Regions from separate parts of the Rattus norvegicus genome. Here region 1 is linked to region 2. Evidence: chromatin contacts called from public Hi-C data. All regions are on one chromosome and are shown on one strand. Each heading gives the region's core, a stretch centred on a gene start, on an enhancer-like site or on the middle of the called end of the contact. The rest is flanking DNA. Distances are from core to core; before and after follow the strand shown. Region 1 overlaps Xiap (X-linked inhibitor of apoptosis). Region 2 has its middle 32 kb from the start of Xiap.

Region 1 (4,089 bases), core at 566-3,065, 47 kb after region 2:
CCACCACACCTCCCTTTATTTAATTATTTGCTTATATGTTTACGAAGCAGGTTCTCATTCTGTAGCTCAGACTGGTCTGGTACTCTCTGTAACCCTGCTGGCTGGGAGGTTGTGGCTATTCTCCTGCCTCTGCCTCCCAAATGGAATTAAAGGTGTATGCCACTACTAGATGTCTAAAGACTTTTAAAATGCCTATATATGATTCTGTATTCCGAGAACATTTCTGGAAGAGTAAATAAGAAACTAGTGAGAGTGATTGCTTCTAGGAAGGGCCCTGGAGGTTTAAAGGTACAGAAGTGGGTAGATAGAGAACTTGAATTGTTCAGGTGGTTTAAGTCCACTTAATATCTGTTTTAAAAGTCAAAGTCACACTGTAAAACAATTAATTGCTTTTAACCTTATTTGAACATAGGGTTTTCACAGAATAATACACGTAAGATGATGTTATCAGAGTGAACTCTAGTTTACTCTGGCTGCCCTAGCTGTCCTGGAACTCCCTATATAAAACAGATTGGCCTTGAATTCACAGAGATCTGCCTGCCTCTGTCTCCCAAGGGCTGAGTGTAGAGGTATGTACCACCATTCCCTGCAAAGCTACTTCTCAATATATTTTTACCATATTGAGAAAATATCCTTCAAACTTGAAAAGTTTGTTATTCATTGTTTTAAATAGTACACAATTATTATAGACATATCCACACATAATAGACCATAGGAACCGTTGTTTTTTACATTCTTAATTTCTGTATGTAATTATTTTATTACTTGTGTGCATTGTACTGTAATTATTAAAAAGTAATGGCAATGGGTTGGGGATTTAGCTCAGTGGTAGAGCGCTTGCTAGGGCCCTGGGTTTGGTTCCCAGCTCCGGAAAAAAAAAAAAAAGAAAAAGAAAAAAGAAAAAAAAGTAATGGCAAAAAGAAAGTAGGTGTTCTGAGTGTGTATGTGGAGAGTGACTATCAGTGACAGGTAGATACTACATAGTTAATTTTAATCTTTGTTTATGTGTATGAGTGTTTTGTTTACATGTATATGTTTGTATCCTATGAGTGCATGGTATCCCCAGGGGCAAGAAAAGGGCATTAGCTCTCCTGGAACTAGAGTTACAAACAGTTGTGAGCTGCCATGCTGGTGCTAGGAGCTAAACCCAGGTCCTCTGAAAGCAGCCAGTGCTCTTAATTGGTCAGTCATCTCCCATGCCTCCTGTTTATTTTTTAAGATAGTGTTTGTAGCATAATCCTACGAAAAATCCAGTCAGGCTGAGAAGTGTAGCTTTATGACAGAACACCAGCCCCCAATCCAATCCACAGTAGAACAAGCACAACAAAAAGAAGAGAATACAAAGTCTTTGTGTAAAAATATATACTAGGTTTTCATTTGTGTAAGCTTATTTTTCTTTTGGTAGATTTTATATCTAAAACATGGTACTGGAACTCACTAAATAAATATAAAAGTGTTAGGCATAGTTGTCTGCAATCCCAGTTTATGAAAGGCTGAGGCAGGAGGATGGTGAGTTTATTGCTAGCTCTTGACAAAACCTGGGTTGTTAATAAACCTTGTTTCAACACTCTCCTTGCCCCATAAAATAAATGTACACCGGAAGCTTGAAATGCTGCTAGAGGCCTATAATCCTAGCACTTAGAGAGCTAAAGAGGAGGATTACAAGGTCAGTGGCTTGCCTGGACTACAAAGCAGGGTCAAGGTGAGTCTGCCACCTGACTGACAGCTACCCAGTCTCAGAATTTAGAATGGACTGACAGTGAGGTGGCTCAGCAGGTGAAGCATTGCCGTGCCAGGACCCACGTAAAGGTGGAGCAAGAGCTGACTCCACAGAGCTCCTCTCTGACCTCTGGACTCAGGCTGTGGCTCCACGTGCCTTTCCCCAACCATGCACACAAAGTTTTGAAGATAAGTAAAAATGTTAAAAACCTAACCTAGGTGAGGATCTAATCCAGCCTGAGATCACTCACCTAGTATGTGGAAGGTTTGTTCCCCAGCAGCACAAAACAACAAGGACATACTAATATACAAATAAGCACCAGGAATTCCAGCGAGCCTGGAAAATAGGGGTATATTGTTAGTAAAGGAGTCTCATTAACAGAGACAGTGAAATTTACCTTTTAAATATTTAGAATTGCCAAGAGATGGTGATACCTGTGTTTATTTTAATCCCAGTCCTCAGGAGGCAGAAGCAGGTGGATCTCTTGATTTCTAGGCCATTCTGGTTTACAGAGTGAGGTCTAGAACAGTCACGACTACACATGGAAATCCAGTCTCTAAAAGTAAAACAAAAAAAACAAAAAAACAAAAAAAAAAAGAAAGAAAAGAAAAGAAATAAAAATGTAACCACATGGTGGTGCACATCTTTAGCCTCAGCACTCTGGAGGCAGAGGCGGCTGGATCTCTGTGTTCAAGACCAGCCAGAGCTACATAGTTCGAATTTGTCTAAAAAAGAAAAACATAAAATAAACAATAGGGGCTGATAAGATAACACTAGGGGCTCAGCAGTGAAATGTGCTTTGCTGCCAAGTCTTATGACCTCAATTCAATCCCTTGAGCACACATGGTGAAAGAAGGGAACTGATTCCTGCAAATCGTCCTCTGATTTCCACATGCATGGTGTGGTGCGAGCTCCTTCATCTAAAAAATAAATAGGAGAATTTAAATACACAGGAGCCCAGTGTGGTACACATCCTTAAACCCAGCAGTTAGGAGATGACAGCCGGAGGACATGGATTTCAAGGCTGCCCTGTGTTACATAGGATGCTGCCCTCCTTCCTCATTTTCCATTTCCCTCAAAAATAAAATTATAATGATAATAGTAGTAGTAGTAGTAGTAGTAATACTTGAAAACTTAAGTACAGAGATTTTCAGTACTATTTCACACTAGAGTTTATGTGTTTAAGAAACAATTAACTGGGCTGGAGAGACAGCTCGAAGTTAAGAGCACTGGCTGCTCTTCCAGAGGTCCTGAGGTTGATTCCCAGCAACCACATGGTGGCTCACAACCATCTGTAAAGGGATCTGATGCCCTCTTCTGGTGTGTCTGAGGACAGCTACAGCATACTTACATATAAATAAATAAATCTTTAAAAATCATTTAAAAAAATCCTAAACAGTAGGTTGTAAGTAGCTTTAAGATAGGTAGCTTTAAGTAGGTGAAATAATAGCTTTAACATAGTTATCATTATTAACTATCATTACTAATCATTATCATTATCAAGTCTTCCTGGATGTCTGAATGACCTACTAAAATGTTAACAGGTCTCTTGTGAACATTTACAGTAATCTACAAACTGCTTAAAATTTCCAGGTATTGCCTGTTTTTTTTTTTTAAGTGAAATTTGGTGCTGACCTTGTTCTTGACATCCATATCCACAGTTAATGCTGAACACTCACTTAGGAGTAATGTATGTGCCTGCAGATCAGCTGGGTCTCACCTTGGCTTCCACCACTCCTCCTGCTCTTCCTTCCTCCTCCTCTTCTGCTATTAATCATCCCATTCATTTACATCTCAAATGATACCCCCTTCCTGGTTACCCCCTCCACAAGCCCCCATCCCATCTGTCCTCTCCCCCCCTCCCCTTGGCCTGTATTAGGGTGCTCCCCCATCTACCCACTCTCGCCCTTCTACTCTTCTACTAGCAGTTTCTTTCCTTTCTTTCCATCCATCTTTCCTTCCTTCCTTCCTTTGTTTGTTTTTTTTGTTTTGTTTTTTTGTTTTGTTTTGCTCTTGATTTTGTATTTTTTGTTCGTTTTTTGAGGTAAGGTCTCACCATATATCCCTCACTCTATAGCCCTGGTTGGTCCTGACCACCTAGCAGTCCTCCTGCCTCAAACTTCCAAGTCTGATTCAGGCATGAATCACCCTGCCTGCCTTTTAAAGACATTTTGAGATAAAAGACCATGCATAATAATTGTGATCATTATAACACACACACACACACACACACACACACACACACACACACAGACACCCTAGTCAGCTCTGTGTGTGTGTGTGTGTGTGTGTGTGTGTGTGTGTGTGTGTGTGTGTGTGTGTGTAAGTTTTACTGGATACACAATATGAGAGAAGCACATATAGGTAAA
Region 2 (4,359 bases), core at 864-3,363:
ACACACACACACACACACACACACACACACACACACACACACACACACACACACACACACACACATCTTTCAATTGTCAAGATTCAAAGCGTAGCTTACTACTGATGGCAAACATCTTCCTTTCGAGGCTTTAAAGCTTTTACCTTTCAGCCCTTTAAAAGTACTCCCCACCTTCTAAACTCCATCATTTCCACGAAGGGGAGTTAATCACAGCAATGACTTGGATATTATCTGTGCAACTCCAGCCTCTCTGCTGATGGATCCCAACTCCTCCCTCTTCTTTTTAGACATCATTTGACTAGTGATGGTTCTTCTCTCACCCCTTCATCTTCTTATAGCCCTAAATCAAAGGTGCCACTTCTCCTGCACCTCTCTCCAATGGAAGATGCTCATTTATTTATGCTCTTTATATAAAAGAACCATGTCAGATGTGAAACTGACATTCTCTACATCATGGCTGCTTCTGCTGTGTAATAATTCTTCTAGCGTTGCTTCTATGAGTTTCATGTGTGCAACACTGGTTCTTCACTGAAGTTGTCAAGCAAAATACTGGCCAGCCTGTCATTGAACATGTCACTAGTCTGTCTTCCTTGCCAGAATCCTGGGCATGCATATACCAGAGCTCACTATATAGATGAAGCTGACCGCAAACTCATTGAGATCTACCTACCGCAGCCTCCTGAGCTCTGGGACTAGATGCATGTGCCACCAGACCCAGTTGGGTTTTAATTCATTGTTATTATGTATATATGTACACACACGATGTGGGCTGGGCAAGTAAGCCAGAGTATGCATGTGGAGGTCTGAGAACAACCCTGTGACGTTCTCTCCTTTCACCCTTCTTGTGGGTTCTAGAGATGAAAGGCAGGCCATGCAACACATATTTTACCCACTGAGCCATCTCCCTGCCTAGACAGCAGTATTTTTATCAGTAAAAAATCCATCGTGAGGACCCGTGTAGGCGGGACAATCTGAAGTTGAAGCAAATGAACGAACAGCATTAGGTAACATAACTTCCTGCTTTTGTGCTGAGTATTTACCATATACCGACCACACTAATTAACTAGTCAGTTGGGTTTGGGGATAAAAATCTCCCTCTGTAGCCCAGATCATCCTAAAACTCTCCATGTTAGTCAAAGCTGGTCTCAAACTCGCAGCGATCCTCCCACTTCAATCCCTTAAATGTCAGGCTTGCAGACATGCGCAGCCACTCCCAGCTTACATGGCACTGGGGCTCAAACCCGGGACTTCAAGCATGCTAGGTAAGCATTCTAGCAATTGAGCTACATATTAATAACTTTAATTACCTTAACAGTTTAATATAAATCATTCATGTACCAAGTGACGGTGATACCCGCAATAAGAGATCGTTTAGGGGAGTTGGTTTGACTTTGGAGACAAGAGTATTGCTCTGTTGTCTGAGCTAGCCTGGATCTCAAGGCAATTCTGTTTCTGCCACCCAAATATTGGCATTACAGGCCTCAGCCACCATGCCTTCCTACAATTGCTAGGAGATAGGCTTATTTCTTTTCATTTCTTTTTATTGGATTTTTTTTGATTTGGTATTTATTTTATTTTTTCCTTTTCTGAGGCATGGTCTCATATAGCCCAGGCTAGAATTGAAGTAGCCGAGGATGACCTTGAACTCCTGATCCAGTCTCTACCTTCCAAGTGCTGGGATTATAGGTGTACATCGCCACGCCTGGTTTCTGCAGTGCCAGATATTGAACAGAAGGCTTTAAGCACAGTAGGCAAGCATTCTACCAGCCAACCTGCATTTCCAGCCCCCTCCATTTTTTTAAGGTGTCATATTCTAGCTCAGGTTTCCCCTGAACACTAAGCAATCCTCCTGTTTCAGCTCCCTGAGTGCTGGCATTATAGGTGTGAGCCAGGGTGCATTTAAATGTTGTGACGTTTAAATGAGATAATTCCTTTAAGCAAATAGCTCACATTAGATGGTCAGTAAATGATAAGGGTGGGAGGCCCCTATGAATTCTTCTGCACCTACCATATCTGACCACCAGGTGGCAGCCTCCCACAGCTAAACCCTTGTAGGCCAAAGTGGCCTAGTCCATGGTCCTATTCGGCACCAGAGCGGGGTAAAGTCCAACAATGCAACTGTTTGTCCCTCCCCTGCTCCTGGTCCCCGATAATCTGGTGCAGAAATGTCACGGGACTGCTTCTGAGTGAGGACTCTAATGTCTGAACAGTAAGCCCAACTTAAAGCCTTTTTACTCTAGGCATCATACTTCGGAACCCCCATAAGGTCAGGAAGCAGGAAGAACATTCAAGGCAGAGTTGCAAAAATAATCTGATTTGGGAAAAGGCCAAGGGGAGGATGGAATCCATAGGAGAAGGTATAGGCTGTGAGAGAAGGAAAGAGAAACGTTTTTACTCAGTCACCTCTCACAAAGCTTTATTGCAGCGCTTTCATGGAAGCCACCAGCCACCTGAAACCCCCAACTCCCAGCCCCTGGCCACACATCAAATTCCCCTTTTATCGCTTTCGTCCCACTGATTCTCCAGCTGGCATTTTTCTCAGCTATGGTTCAGAAAGAAGAATGAGAGTCTTAAGCAAAGACGTCATCATTCTTTCTGAGCTCGTGCAATTTTCCTAGTACCCAAGCTGCCATGGTTTTTCTAACGGCCAATTCTCCCCATCAGAAAATCTAGTTCCAGTTTTGAAAGACATCTTTTTCCGTTTTTTTACAATAGTGTCTTTGACTTTGCAGCTAACTAAGCTGCATATTTAATTTCTCAAGTGCCTAGTATTTTTTTTCTAACATTGGCATTTTTTTTTCAGGCTTCCAACAGGTTATTTTATTTTTAAGCAATCCACAGTTTTCCTGTGGGTTATTGACTTTGTGAATGTTAGCCTTAATTTTTCCTAATGTCTTATAACATGTGGCATACCCAAACAGGAATGGGCCTTGTTCAGACAGCATCCAGAAGAGGAAATATTGATTTAGTCTGCTCTATCTGGACAGAGACGTGGCTGTAACCATTGGTAACGCCCAACCACTTTTTTTTTTTATTAACTTGAGTATTTCTTATATACATTTCGAGTGTTATTCCCTTTCCCGGTTTCCGGGCAAACATCCCCCTAATCCCTCCCCTTCCTTATGGGTGTTCCCCTCCCCATCCTCCCCCCATTGCCGCCCTCCCCCCAACAATCACGTTCAGTCTTAGCAGGACCCAGGGCTTCCCCTTCCACTGGTGCTCTTACTAGGATATTCATTGCTACCTATGAGGTCAGAGTCCAGGGTCAGTCCATGTATAGTCTTTAGGTAGTGGCTTAGTCCCTGGAAGCTCTGGTTGCTTGGCATTGTTGTACATACGGGGTTTCGAGCCCCTTCAAGCTCTTCCAGTTCTTTCTCTGATTCCTTCAACCACTTTTTAAGAGCTTTTTCCCCTCGCACAGAAAAGATCTCTCCTCAACATTTTCTTTTGGTGCTGAGAATGGAATGCCCAGGGTTTTAATATGGTAAGCACAAGACTCTACCACTTAGCTAGGTTCCAGACTAAAACTTAAGAAAATCAGAGGGGTTGATTGAGAAAAGGGAACCTCTCCTCCAGGAAGAACAATGTAACAAAACTGAAATCATCAGGGTGTAAAGGTTAAAGTTGTCGACTTACCACTAATTACCTCTCTCCCTCTCTCCCTCTCTCCCTCTGTCCTCCCTCTCTCCCTCTCTCTCTCTCTCCCTCCCCCCCCTCTCTCAGATGTATTGGCTGGAGGAAGCAGACCAATTTCTAGAACATGAACGTACTAAGAAAATAACATCTGTACCTTGTGTGAAGCATGATGTCTACATTCTTGCTTGCACCCAAGGCTTCTGATGCCGTGACTATCATCAATTAAGACATAGGCTTGTTGTAGGCATGGCTCTAAAGAAGACATATCATCCTTGCAAGGCTCAAGGAGCATTGTGGAAAAGGGGACAGGAAGTCTGTAATGACTGAAAGCTAGGATGAAGGGGTGTGACAAGCCATTCTTTAGATTTGATACAACTCCTACAGTTATTGACTGACAGTTTAGTTGCTTGTACTGGGTGTGTACAACACCAGCCCCATCAATAAGTCAAGGAACGGGGAGGGGCTCACAGGATCCCACTCTTTACCTCTGAAATACTGGCTCTTGATAAGACCCCGGAAGAAGAGGGGCCAGCATCTACTCCACAGTACCTACTGCCGAGTCCACCATGCTTCAAGAGAAATCACACCATAAAGCCCTGGTTAATCCCAGTGGATCACAAAACAAAGAGTCTCGAATGATCCAGAAAATGTCTGTGGGGAGATAAGGAGGAGATCTAGAAAATTTCTTTGGGGAGATAAGGAGGAGAGAGGTGAAAGTTGTCA

What was found. A called contact is a pair of places that touch in the nucleus more often than the background predicts.
Region 1: a Hi-C map of liver shows a contact between it and region 2, with 3 times the contacts expected there. The contact joins two enhancer-like sites. A contact is called at or near these places in 3 of 12 Hi-C or Micro-C datasets (hepatocytes, kidney and liver).

What each region holds. Positions count from the first base shown.
Region 1 is chrX:125,776,021-125,780,109 of GRCr8, forward strand. The region is part of intron 2 of Xiap (X-linked inhibitor of apoptosis); the gene reads left to right. Among named protein-coding and RNA genes, the nearest start is that of Xiap, 15 kb to the left of the region's middle. Within about 2 kb of position 1,816, at least 2 of the 93 cell types and tissues checked have an H3K27ac peak or open chromatin away from gene starts, as enhancers often do. A contact at or near this core is called in hepatocytes and liver, where this site is marked.
Region 2 is chrX:125,729,163-125,733,521 of GRCr8, forward strand. No RefSeq gene overlaps it. Among named protein-coding and RNA genes, the nearest start is that of Xiap, 32 kb to the right of the region's middle. Within about 2 kb of position 2,114, at least 10 of the 93 cell types and tissues checked have an H3K27ac peak or open chromatin away from gene starts, as enhancers often do. A contact at or near this core is called in hepatocytes and liver, where this site is marked.